3 separate regions of the Mus musculus genome follow, and all the other regions are linked to region 3. A link is a contact called in public HiChIP or PLAC-seq and promoter capture Hi-C data. All regions are on one chromosome and are shown on one strand. The core of a region is the stretch at or near the end of the contact, and the rest is flanking DNA. Distances in the headings are between cores, read along the strand shown. Region 1 has its middle 32 kb from the start of Gm41991. Region 2 holds the start of Hnf4g (hepatocyte nuclear factor 4, gamma). Region 3 holds the start of Zfhx4 (zinc finger homeodomain 4).

Region 1 (4,201 bases), core at 887-3,386, 1.8 Mb after region 3:
TGACTCTATCACTTTGGTCTTAGTAAATTAAAAAATTAAGATGATAAATGTAAGGTATTTTGTCCTTTGTGAACAAGAATTTTTTTTAAGAAGAGTTACAATTGCAGATTCAATTATATGATGGCAATTTTGCAGAAGCCAGAGGGTTAAGCTAAACCAAGAAAACTGAGACAGCCTCTAGCCAGTGAGGAAGGCCACGGATTAGGGACTGGAAGTGGCTGCCTAAAGCTTTGGGATAATATCATTTAAATCCTCAACAGAAAGCAAATTAAACTGCAAGAAATCTTGATTGCCAGATTCATACGAACTAAAGAATACAAAGTAAATTCAAAAACTTCTAAGAATTCCTGTGTCGAGAATCGAAAAATGTCATCGGAGTAAATATTGAAATCTCTCAGAATAAGCAATTTCAGAGATGTTAGGGTGACAGATACAAAACTAATTGACAGAATTCCAGAAAAGAGGATCAGGGCATCTTAAGAGCCAGAGAGACTAGAGAGGCTGCACCAGTGAGCACTCTTAAAGGGGCCTCGCACATTTACCTCAAGAAGAGATAACTGCCTTTTCTGTTAGTTTGTACACAATTTTACATTCAAATGAAAACAATTATTCATGTGCATCTGGAATAAAGCAGGTCCACCCATTGTTTAATGTGGTTTCGCCCACAATTCTGAAAGAAAGATACAATGGCTACATATGTATCTCATTGCTGTTATTTTCCCACAGACAATGCCTGACATTACATCTCTGACACTCAACCTTCTCTCAAGACTCACCCAAGTGGACTACAGAGCATCTTAAGTGTGGCAAATAATGGTCATTATTTTAAAGGCACAGAATTAGAGTGACAGAAAACTGGAATTTTTTTAAATGGGTGTCTAGTATGTAGGATCTAATCAACACCATCTGACATCCGAAGGTAGGATATATTTGGTGAGCAAAATCCTTGACAGATTTTCTTTTAAGTGTGAAATAAAAGCCTGGTGTTCAAAAGAGCCACGAGGACTAATGGAAATCTGACTGACTGTTTTAGACTGGAACAAAAGAGATATATGAGGCTGTCACCTTTACCAGCACTTCAAGAGACCCAGAAAAAAACAAACAAAAAAAAAAAACCCGAACAAACAAACAAAAAAAAAAAACCCCAACAAAACAAAACAAAACAAAAACAAAAAAAAAAAAAAAAAAAACCCAACAAGAACAAACTGAACACTCTTAGGACAAGCTTCAGGACAAGCTAAACATATCACCCCAGGCTGTTGGAATTTCAGTCAATGTTAAAAAGTTCCCTCTGAGGATAGGTTGCATATGGCATTCCATCCTGTACAGAGGCTCAGAAAACTTCAGTTGACAGAGCTGAGCCAAGTATGCATTTGTCTCCAAACCAGGCTGTATAACTAGGAGACTCTTGTCAATAATTTAACATTTCCAGAAAAGATTTGGTGATAGGGATTTAAAAATACAAATATTTTGAAGTTATTCCTGACTGGAACAACTAGAATCCGTACAAAAGAAGACAGGTAACGAGGGATGTGTGGATTTTCTATTAGAGGCTGCCATATATAATACAGATCTTTGAAACTATGCCACAGATGCCATGACAATCTGAGGCAGTTATGAGGCTTAAGTGAGCCTTTATGAAAGTCTTATGTGAAAAGAAGTGCAGTTTTTGTGACATGCAAATTCTAACAAGAACTAATAGTGAGAGTCCAATTTATTATAACATTTAGTTTGTAAAAATTGCTCAATAGAACGAAATGTTGAAATATATATACTTGGACGCAAGTACATACTTTTATATCACACAGATATTGAATACTTCAAATGGTCTGACGCACTTTAGAACCAGCAATTCCTGTCATTTCATGAAAGACAGCATGGAGTGACAAGGAAGTAAAAAAAAAAAAAAAAAAAAAAAAAAAAAAAAAAAAAAAAAAAGAATGTATTCAACAGCCTGGTGCCTACCTTTTCCCTACCCGGCTCTTAGAAAAAGTGAAACACAAAGACTCTGCTTTTCTTAGCAGCATTATCTATAATCATCCTAAATATAGAAAGCAGAGTAATTCAAAGTCCAAGCAAGGGTTAAACAGAAGGCCCACGTGCTTTGCAAGAGTCTGGTAAATCCACTGAATCTCAGTCTACCAGGGAAGGCAAACCCAGTGGCTGGGAGTTCCTAAACCCAGGCTTCTGGGCCATTTTTGCCCTGAGCATCGGAGACGTTCAAGTAGTAAAAAATCATGGCAGAATTTGTTGAGACAATTAAAACTAAAATCACTCAGAGCTTTTCAGTTTGCGTTGTCTTACACAGACTTTGTCATGGATGCAATGTTTGCATTCTTTCCATTGTCTACTGTGGGGTTGTCTCCTGAACTTCAGGTCCCAAAGCCCCTGGGTGTTTCTTTTGAGTCTATTGACACCTACTGGTAGAAGCAGAGATTCTCCCTAGTAGTCTCATGCAAAAAATCACACTGAGTTGGTTGCATTTGGACCTAAGGGGAACCTCCCTTTTCTTACCACACTTTACCCTTGACTGATAGAATGCATACCACCACATTAGAGGACTCGGAAGATTTCTTATACATATCACAGAATTGGTTAATTTTGCCCCATTTCTCCTCATCATTATAATCTTTGCCACAAGAATAGCTATGTTCTGAAAAATGCTCTGTCCCCAGCGCAGCAATCATTGTCATATGAATGAGCTATCATTCAATCCTAAAGGCTGAGATATTTTATTCTTACTTCTGTGACATTTGTATTACAGGGACAAAGGCTAACGCAAGAAAGGAAAATGATACGAATTCCATTCAGCTTTTATCATTTTAAATTCTCATATTGAGCTTTCTTCATGCCAGGAACTAAAAAGTAGTTTTTGCCTTAGGAAAAAAAAATATACTAAATGACTAACGGAAGGCAGGAAACGAAACAGAAAAATAATGTGTATGAAACCAAAGCTCTGCTGTGAGTCCCTTTAATGTTTTACATCCACGTTATACATGCCTGGTAAATTGCCACTAAAGTCATCATAGAAAGGGACCCAGAGCCGTGTCCATCCACAGATCTCCAGCAGAAAGGATGCTGTGTTAATGTTTAGTCGTGATGCAGGCACGAGTGGAACACCACTTCAGAATGCACTAGAGTGTAGCTGATCTTGCATCAAGTGCAGGACAGCCTCAGCCACACCATTGTGACGGTTTGTGAACCAGGGTTTCCCAAAAGTCTTTAACATGAAAGGCAATATATTAAACCATTAAAAGGCTCAGAGGTCCCACTGCATAGTCTTTCTTCTCCACTTTTCTGAAAGGCATTTTTATGGTACTAGTAGTTTGGAAATTAGTATAGGAACAAGTATCAAAGCCTGAAACAGTAACTCAGAGAGAGAGAGAGAGAGAGAGAGAGAGAGAGAGAGAGAGAGAGAGAGAGAGAGAAGGAGGAGGAGGAGGAGGAGGAGGAGGAGGAGGAGGAGGAGGAGGAGGAAGAAGAAGAAGAAGAAGAAGAAGAAGAAGAAGAAGAAGAAGAAGAAGAAGAAGAAGAAGAAGAAGAAGTTGAAGTTGTTTTCATACATGGCACACTTACAATATAATTTAAATGTGTTATATATGTATTTTTATTTTAAAACTTCAATATAACTGCCTACATGGTTTTATTTCTTAGGAATTTGTTTCCATTGCTACTCATATAACCAATGTGTAGCTAATGTTTAGAATACATAGTATCTCTGAAGCATTCTATATCTTTCAAACAGTTACATATCTAATAGATTATATAGAAGAAAGAAATTGTTATTAAAATATAAAATTTAAATATGAGGCTGATACTTTAGAAAATAAATATTAGTATATAATATTAGAAATATTTTAATATAGAACTGGTTTTTAAAAAAGGATAGGAACACACAAAGTATACACTAATTTTTGAACTTAAGTTTTAGTATTTATTCTATAAGAACTATATTTAATTCTTAAATATTCTATTTCACAATATTATTTTAAAAATTAAAGCCACAAATACACACACATACACACACACACACACACACTGGAGGGGGAGAGGGGGCGAGGAGGAAGGGGAAGAAAGATAAAAATTTCTATGCTTCCTACTATATATTTATCAGAAAAACATATTTTTATATAATCTATTAGGAGACTGTCCTTATTCTCACGCCTTGGTAGATATGACAGATGGAATATTCTAAGACTAA
Region 2 (4,109 bases), core at 1,190-3,689, 1.7 Mb before region 3:
CTCTTCGGACACCAAGGAGTGGGGTGTCCTGGTGGGGTTGGGGTGGGAGCATCCTCTCGTAGACAGGGCGGGAGGAGGTGTGGGAGGACCTTTAGGGGGATAAAGTCTGGACTCTAAAAAATGTTTAAAGAATAAATTTTAAAAGGAGGTGGCAGAGGAGACATAAATATGCTTGTATAGTTTTCCTCCTGTCATAGGTAGCAAAATAAAGCTTCATGTGTCTTCCAAGAACCTTTTCCTGAAGCAGTCTTTGGATGATATCTTCCTGCTCTCTGTAGGCCCATACCCCACCCTACCAGAGTGTCAGGGAACAGCTCTGCAGAACTGAAAGTTTTCATCTTCAGCAACTAAAACCCATGCCATGGAGAATCATAATAAAGAAGCTTCAGTAATAATTACTAAACCTACTTGATGGTCTCTGGTTCTCTCCTTTGGCTTTACCTGGTAAAATTTCCAAGCAAGGGCGACATCTTCACCTCTTTATACCTGGTAACAGCTTGCATTCATACATTTCTCTAAAACCACTCCCTTAATGTTCTTACCCAAAAAGTTGTCCCTGTTCAGTGGATTTTCCACTGAAAGTAGTCCAATAATTCTCACACACTTTCCCTCCTGAGTACTGGTCTTAGATGTGTCTATTTTCATTAGTAAAAAGCTGTTGATTCAGTTTTCTGGCCAAGGTTCTACAAATTGGCCTTTTGAACAGATCCCTAGTTTATTTCTTGGTAGATCAGAGAAAGATTCTACCACACAGCCAGCAGGCATTGATCATGCAAAACCAAACCTACTGATATTGTCGATTCACTGTTAAATAGTCCTTTCAAGTCCAACAATATGTCCTTGCTGGAAGCAATAGAGTGTCAAGTCTCAGCTTGTGTGAAGGGAAAGGGAAAAGCTTCTCTAAAAAGTTTCAAAGGATAAGCTAATTTATGCTAATTACAATTTACATTTTAGCATTGTATTAGACAATTTTCACTCACCATTGAGTATCTGAAAAAAATTTGTTTTTTGTTTTGTTTTGTTTTGTTTTGTTTTGTTTTAAGACAGTGTGCACAGAGAGGCTGTAAACAGCACACCTGTGGGAGATTTGCATAATCAGCCTCATTAAATCTAACTCTACTCCTGTCCCTAACACTGGCAGGTATTCTGAGATGACCTGGATGGAAGCCACTTTCCTCACATTGTTTGCAAGGTCTCATGGGCAGTGAGCACCCAAAGAATGTGTTTTGCTCTGGAAAGTACATTTAAGGAGAACTGTATGTGACATGTTTCCTTTGTTCTGATTTCTAAAACAGGTAGCATCTTGTTTTTAAAAGACCCTCTCAACAAGAGGAGAAAGCTGAGAAAGTTCAGAAATCCTATCTGAAAAGAAAAAAGGAAAAAGAAAATCAAACCTCTACACACCTAGTTCTTTGATCTCTTTGGCATTATTACAATACCAAAATAACAGCCAACCCCTACTCAGAAAAGAAGAAAACCCTGTGGATTAGGTAACTGTTTATCTCAAGAGCATAAATAGTTATTGTACCTTAAGCCTATCATTCCTGCAAACAGGATGTTAAACTGAGGAGATTAAAAAAGAAAATCACAAATCTGTCTGTTGCTGTCACAAACTCCTGGCCAAGATGACCGGCTATAGCACAGGTGTGTCTGATATCATTTCATAAGGAAGAAGGTTGTAGAATGAGCCAAAGGGTATGAGACAGAGAGAGAGAAGTTTTTTGGTTGATTCATATGTAAAAAGATACTTACTGACTAGAAACCACAGGCATATCTGCAAGAGGAATAAAAGCCTTCTTCCTTCCCTGCCCAGAACTCTTGCAGAACAAAGCACCCAGAAGGATCACAGGCCCAAAGTGCAATTTAAAGAAGTGGTCCTCTGGTCTCTAGAGGTGCATCTGCAGTCCTGCTCCCAGGAAGCCCATTTAATTCCTTTGAACAACACTTCTGCCCTTCATCTGGATCTCTTAGGCAATGACTTAGATTTCCATCATATGATCATAGGCTTCTCCTTGTCACTTGCTCTAAAACATTTCTTAGCCTGAATAAATGCAGCCAAGACCAGACTGGCTCCGAGGGGAGGGGAAAGGAAGGTCTCTGGTTTCAGATGCGCAGCTAAATTCAACCTGGCCTGGTTCACCTAGCCAGAGAGATGGGGAGCGACCCGCTCAAGCTGGAGGCTTCAAGCCAAGGGGGTCTTTAATCTGCTGGAGATCATAATGAGGTGTGTTGCAGTCACTGAGGGATGGCTGTGAACGGCCACTGAGGTCCAAACCCGAAGGCTCTGAAAGTAGCTGGCCAGTGAGCCCTAGGGCTGGAGAACCGGAAAAGATTGCGCCCGGGAGGAGGCTGCCTCGCCGCTTTCAGTTTTCATTGAAGCTCGCTAGTTACTGTTTAACATCCCCACCCACGATTCAGTTTGTTTAGTAAATCGACCTCACTGTGAGAGTCAGGCCCTGGACCATCGTCGCCATTGAGCAAAGCTAATATTCTTCCCGGCATATGGTCCCCCAAAATTTTTGCTAGAGATCCAGGAAAATAAACAAAACAACAAAATCCCAGTGCCACCTTGGAGCCCCACCCAATTTCCAGGCTGCCTGAAAACTTCTTGGCTCTCCGGAAGGTGCACTGCTGAACACCGCTGTCACTGTCAGGGCGCATGCATATGGGGATCTGCTACTGAGATGCAGAGCAAGCCTTGCAGCTGACTGCGACGCGGGAGCTCCATTGCCGCTGGCATGGGTGAGTCGTTCTGCCCGCGCCCAGTGCCCGCGAATGACCCACTCTACACCAGGCCGCTGTTCTGCACGGGGAGTCTCAGTTCCCCCAAGAAGGTGGCTGAGAGGCTGAGCACCCTGACCTCTTGGCCAGAAAAAAACAAAAAACAAAAAACAAAAAACAAAAAAACAAAACAAAAAAAACCAGAAGCTGCTGGAGCTTGAGAATGTTCAAACCCTTGAAAAAGAAAACTAGAACCTGCTCTGCATGTGTCTGGGTGGTTGGAAAGCTTTGGTGGCTGTTGCTGGTCACATGATTCCAAGATCTGTTTGTAGTGGTGAGGGGTTCCCTGAAAGTTTGAGGTAGGGAGGCGGAGTCCAAGCTAGTACGTGTGACTGGACATTAAATGACTACAGAGGAGTGATGTTTGGTGCTTGGTGCAGAAGCATATCCCCCCCCCCCCATGACCTTTACTCAAGTGTGCTCCCCTATACTCTTTCAGACATTTGTGGATTAGGCACTTTCTGGTAAAGCTGTTGGTGACGATTGTATATGCTAGTTAAAGGGTCAGTTTCTTTTGGAAGATTTGACCTATTGGATGTTGAGCTAAACCACGTTTGGATTAAGTTGAAGTCATTCGGTGTCTAATGGCAAGAACTAGGTATGTGATAAGATCTTAGAAGTGTCTAAGACGATCCCAACTTGAGGGAATGTGTGTTTAAGGGTATCTGCAAATGGAGCTAAAGTACTTCTTTACAATATGCAAAACAATCTCAGTTTTCATCTCAGGACAAGGGTTAGAGCTTAAAACATTGTGGGATATTCTGTAAATAGAAAACCTCAGTGGTGTCTGAATTTCCTGTTTGGGCTTTAGTTACTCTATCCTTGACAACTTATTTTATAGGTGACTTGTTTCTTTTCACAAGGATGTACTATTCCTCCACCTTGGCGATTCCATTTGTTTGTAATCATCTTCCTGCTCCACCCCTCAGTAGGCTCACTTGGTTCTCACACTTCTGACTCAGGCTACCTGATTTCCTGTGTCTGAAGCCCTTGACCAACTCAGTGTTGTATTCCCTTGGTTGCACTGGGAATTGCTTTATAAACTTTTCAAAGCATGGTGGAAATTGGTAGCAATTGGTTTTCTCCTTGCTGATCTTCTTCCTCTTCGTTTATGGGTCTACAAATATCGGGATGTTCTCAGCAAGCTTTAAGAGAATGGAAGTATCTTAAACATTGTCATATATAGTGTTGTGAACCCAGTAAGTATTCATTACTTTCAAAATATTCATTATTTTCAAAATCTTTGTTATTTCTATAAATTCCAGAATTAATTCTAGTTTGTGAAGCATCATGTAAATTATAGCAAAATATAAAGAGGATGCCCTTCT
Region 3 (4,235 bases), core at 1,272-3,771:
TAATGGTGTTGGGATCACTAGCCACAAAAATGTTTAAATAATTTTGTTGACATTTGCTGGGTTTGATATTAATGACATTAATATTATTGATAACGTTTCAGGGAGGGTAAAGCAGCAAAAGAAATAAAGAATTTGTGGATGCAATGATCATTTTCCTTGTCCACCATGGCAGAAGTAGACCCTTTCTTCACCTGAACCTGAAACAGACTTATTACTCTCAGGTGTTTTCTTCATCACCTGCATTTGCCTGCCTGCAATAGCAGGAAATGGTTTTTCCATCAGCAAGCTTGTACACTGAGCTCTTTCCAGCAAAAGGCTTGATTTTTGCTGATTTCAACTTGAAAGTTTCCCCTGCTTTCATTTCCCCTTAGTCTCGTGAAAAGTCCACCCCTTTTCTCCAGGCAGACACCTCAGATAGTTTGTTATTATTATGGCTTTATCTAGGGTGTTTTTCTGTAAACATCCTCTCCCCCCCCCAGCCCCCCCCGCCCCCGCCCCCGCCCCCAGTGTGCAACATGTTTCTTAACCCTACTAAGGTGCAATGGGAGGGTTCCTGGTGAAGTTGCTGTGTGAAGGTAGGGCGACTATAAACAAAATAACTTTAAAATCTTAGAAACTCTTTCACTGTGAACAGATTTCTTCCCAAAGATGTTGGAAATAGGAGTCTCTTGAGACAGAATTTGCTTTTCTGTTGCCATTTAGTGGCTTTGGTTTCTAAAACACGGCTTCATGTAGCCACTCCAGATTTCTAAGATGGCATTGCCTTTTCCTCTTACCAAAGACCACATCTAGGTTTTATTCTCTGCTTTGAATTTTCATTGTAAAGTTAGCTAGTTGCTGAATGCAAGCAGCTTTTCAGATATGGGCCTAGGTCTGATCTTGCAGGGAGGAGTATAATTTTATCCACACAGATGTTTTGTTCTATTTGCATTTGTCCTAGGATGTAAGGCGTATACACTGATAGGACAAGGGTATTAGACCCAGGAAGACATATTTACTGTCTCTGAACTCTCAGTGATGTGCTACAAATCTTGCTGTTGCTATAAACCTTGTTTGGTACCTTTGGTTTTTAAGGACTAAAACAAGGTTTTGAAGCAGATCCTGGCAATCCAAAACTTCAAAGGCCTGTCAGCTCAGAAGTGGCTGGTGCCTCACCTGCTCAGGAAGCTGGGCAGCACTGGTGTTTCCTGTTTGCAGCTCATTTGATTGGTTACTCTTATTTTCATTATATGATTCCAGGTTTTAAAATATTACATAGATGGTGTCTACTTATGACCTCTTGTGTAGTAGTGTATCAAGATGCAATTCATATATATATATATACAGATATATTATATATATATATATATATATATATATATATATATATATATATATCCCACATTCAGTAGGGGGTATTTAAAAGTATGTCTATTCCGAGTGTTAGTTAATTATCTTTTAATGAAAGTGTCACTCATATTCACATCTGTAATATTGGAAAGAGATAATTAGATTTTCAAATGAGAATCAGGCACCTTAAATTTTGCACCAGAAAATACCAAATATATTTCACTCTAATGAGATCTGTATTGGGGTTTTAAAATTCATCATAATGTGCTTCCAGAAAGATAACTGAACAGTCTAGAAAGATGAAAGCTTTTCTTCCATAAGTCCTTTTAAACCATTACATTCAACTTATGCGATTCTGATAAAATATTCAAGAATATTACATAAAATCTAGGCTGTACCCTAGTATCACTCTTACAACCCGAACTTACTCTCATTTGGAAGTTTACTTTGACTAAACTAACCACTTCCACCTCCCTTGTAGGTTTTCTCTAGCGTAAATGCAAGTGCAAGATATAGTTTTAAATAGAATGCCTGAGGATCCAGAGAGAAATCTCTCCTTTGAAAGAGGTTGAACTGGGTGTTGTTTGCTCACACTGACTGGCACTCTTTATTTACATACATCTGCATATTTGCTCAGGCCTTAGTATTTAGCTGTTAAAGTACTTCTGAGTGCGTAGTAGAATAAACCAACCCAGAGAAAAGCTCTTAATTACCTTGACTTGTATTTCTCCTTAAAGCTCCCTGGTAAACATATCTTTGGTGTGAGAGTAATTATTTTGCCTGGGTTTTTTTTTTTTTTGTTTTTGTTTTTGTTTTTTTTTTTTTTAATCTAGAACTCTAAAAAGGCATTTCTTAGGAATGAGTTGTGCTTTTATATTCTTCTCTTTGCTGTCTCTGTGTGAGAGTGTGTTCGTGTGTGTCTAATGAAGTTTGAGAGTTGTGCGCAGGGGCGCATGGGGTGCGAGCCCCGGAGGTCCCCATCCTCCGTCTCCTTAGTCGCCTCGTCCAGGGCTCCAGCCGCAACGCTAGGAGCCCTGGAAGTCGCGAGGCTCCCAGGCTGCTTTGAGTCCTGGCTGCGCGTCATTTGCAGTCTGGGGAATGTTGATCACCTCACTAATTACACCTCTCCCCCCTCCCTCCCCCTCTCCCTCGCTCTCCTCTCTCATTCCCAGAGTGCATATCGGGAATAGACACACAAAGACATGCGCACTCAACTTAATCAGCCATTTTTTTTAAACAGGGCTAAAACGATAATAATTAGCAGAATAAAGACATATCGGATTTTCATTTCCTTTCCTCCTTTTCCCAACCCCTTCACAAGCAAACAGCGAGACCGCGGTCGGCACATGCTTTAACTCCTCCCGGAACCCCGAGGACCGCTCCGTGCTCCCCACTTTTTGCTCCAGCGTTTTTATTTTCACCCAATAAAGTTCGAGGATTATTTTTTTATTTTTTATTCTTTTTAATGAACCCTCTCGTTTTACTTGGATGTGATCAGCTGTACGTAAAATAAAAGCAAAACAAAAAAGAGGCGAAGATCGAGTAGGAACTGCAGGGAAATGGAAAGTAAGTTTTTTCTTTAACTTTTATTGAGTAGTTTGTGTTAAATTTAGGTCGAGTATCGATTATCTTTCCAGCCTGATCTTGCACAATCTTTGATATTTCGCTCACTCTCTCTCCCTCTCCCTCTCCGCCTCTCTACCCCTAGATCGCTTGCTACCGCTCGCCCTAGCACACGTACCCTCATCCCGACCACCTCTTCCGCTCTGCCCCCCTTTTCCATCTCTTTCCCCCGTTTTTTTTTTGGCTCAAAGATTTGCTCTGCTGAGGGAGGGAGAAGGCACAGGCGGAGGGGGGATTGGGGCTGGAGGTGGGGGGGAGGCATGCTTTTCAAGATTTAACTTTTGTATTAAGTGACTTTCGGCCGAGCAGTTTTCTGTCTTTTTCTCAGTCTTTTCGGGTTCTGCTTTCCTCGGGAGCCGGAGACACTCTGGTGATCCGGCGAAGCTGTCATTTCGGCAGCGGCTCGGACATTATCTGGGGTCCTCGCTCGCTCCGCGTCCCTGCACCCCATCGAGATGATGTTTCCTCTGCACACATTCTCCGAAAGTTTGGACAGTGGTCGGTGGGGCTCGCAGCCCCCCTCTCCTCTCCTCTCCCTTGATCCTCCCCTGTACTCTTCTCGGTTTCCTTTTCATCTTCCTTTTCCCTTCTCCACCCTTTCTCAAGTTCCCGAAGGGCACTCACTGCGCGGGGCTGTGGCAGGCCAGGGCTGGTGCGCGCGAGGCGCCGGGCCCGGGAGGATGGGCGAGCGCGGGGCTTGGCTGCAGGTAGACACCGGTCTGCGGAGCGCGGCCGGCAGCGGCAGGCCCTGGCGGCTCTTGGCTGCACGGGCGCTGCGGACCTGGTAGGTCCGTTAGGAGGCGGGATCTCCCGGCCTATGTCCGCAGACCTGGGAGTGGAGGCAGCTCGCCCCGGGGTTTGGGGATTGATCGCCACACTAAGAGGACACCCGCGGCTGGAGATCAAGAGCCTTTGCTTTCTTTTTTGGTAAAGGGCAAGGGTGTGTGTGTGTGTGTGTGTGTGTGTGTGTGTGTGTGTGTGTGTGTAAAGGAGATGTGGCTGACTGTGGGAATTGATGCATTTTACACACACACACACACACACACACACACACACACACACTCACTACAGGGTTCCATGTCTGCAAATGAACTTCACCTCCTCAGCTTCAGCTGGCACCAAGCATGCCTTCTGACCTGATATGATCAGTTAGGCTACCAGGGGCTGGAGTGAGCCTGGTCTCGCTTCTTTTCCTTTTCCTTTTCCTTTTCTTTTCTTTTCTTTTCTTTTCTTTTCTTTTCTTTTCTTTTCTTTTCTTTTCTTCTCTTCTCTTCTCTTCTCTT

The links. Promoter capture Hi-C pulls out the DNA fragments that hold promoters and counts their contacts. HiChIP or PLAC-seq counts read pairs in DNA pulled down with a chosen protein or histone mark.
Region 1: a contact with region 3 is called in an H3K4me3 HiChIP or PLAC-seq map of neural tube, with 21 times the contacts expected there. The contact joins the enhancer-like site here to the promoter of Zfhx4 in region 3. A contact is called at or near these places in 10 of 39 promoter capture datasets (the 3T3-L1 cell line, cranial neural crest, embryonic stem cells and 5 more), 1 of 15 datasets of contacts at CTCF or cohesin (the NIH/3T3 cell line), 10 of 484 Hi-C or Micro-C datasets (adipose-derived mesenchymal stem cells, cochlea, cortical neurons and 3 more), 10 of 115 datasets of contacts at active chromatin or transcription factors (astrocytes, craniofacial prominence, differentiating embryonic stem cells and 7 more) and 1 of 9 other capture datasets (embryonic tail).
Region 2: a promoter capture Hi-C map of stem cell-derived epiblast-like cells shows a contact between it and region 3, with 4 times the contacts expected there. The contact joins the promoter of Hnf4g here to the promoter of Zfhx4 in region 3. A contact is called at or near these places in 9 of 39 promoter capture datasets (cranial neural crest, embryonic stem cells, frontonasal cranial neural crest and 5 more) and 5 of 115 datasets of contacts at active chromatin or transcription factors (astrocytes, differentiating embryonic stem cells, embryonic forebrain and 2 more).

Annotation. Positions count from the first base shown.
Region 1 is chr3:7,008,530-7,012,730 of GRCm38.p6, forward strand. No RefSeq gene overlaps it. Among named protein-coding and RNA genes, the nearest start is that of Gm41991, 32 kb to the right of the region's middle. Within about 2 kb of position 2,137, at least 8 of the 459 cell types and tissues checked have an H3K27ac peak or open chromatin away from gene starts, as enhancers often do. A contact at or near this core is called in neural tube and stem cell-derived epiblast-like cells, where this site is marked.
Region 2 is chr3:3,505,591-3,509,699 of GRCm38.p6, forward strand. Hnf4g (hepatocyte nuclear factor 4, gamma) reads left to right here and starts at 2,440. Exons shown (of 10, transcript NM_013920.2): 1 at 2,440-2,742. The coding sequence starts at 2,739.
Region 3 is chr3:5,216,033-5,220,267 of GRCm38.p6, forward strand. It overlaps Zfhx4 (zinc finger homeodomain 4), which reads left to right and starts at 2,522. Exons shown (of 11, transcript NM_030708.2): 1 at 2,522-2,895. All of the region lies in intron 1 of 2700069I18Rik (RIKEN cDNA 2700069I18 gene), which reads right to left.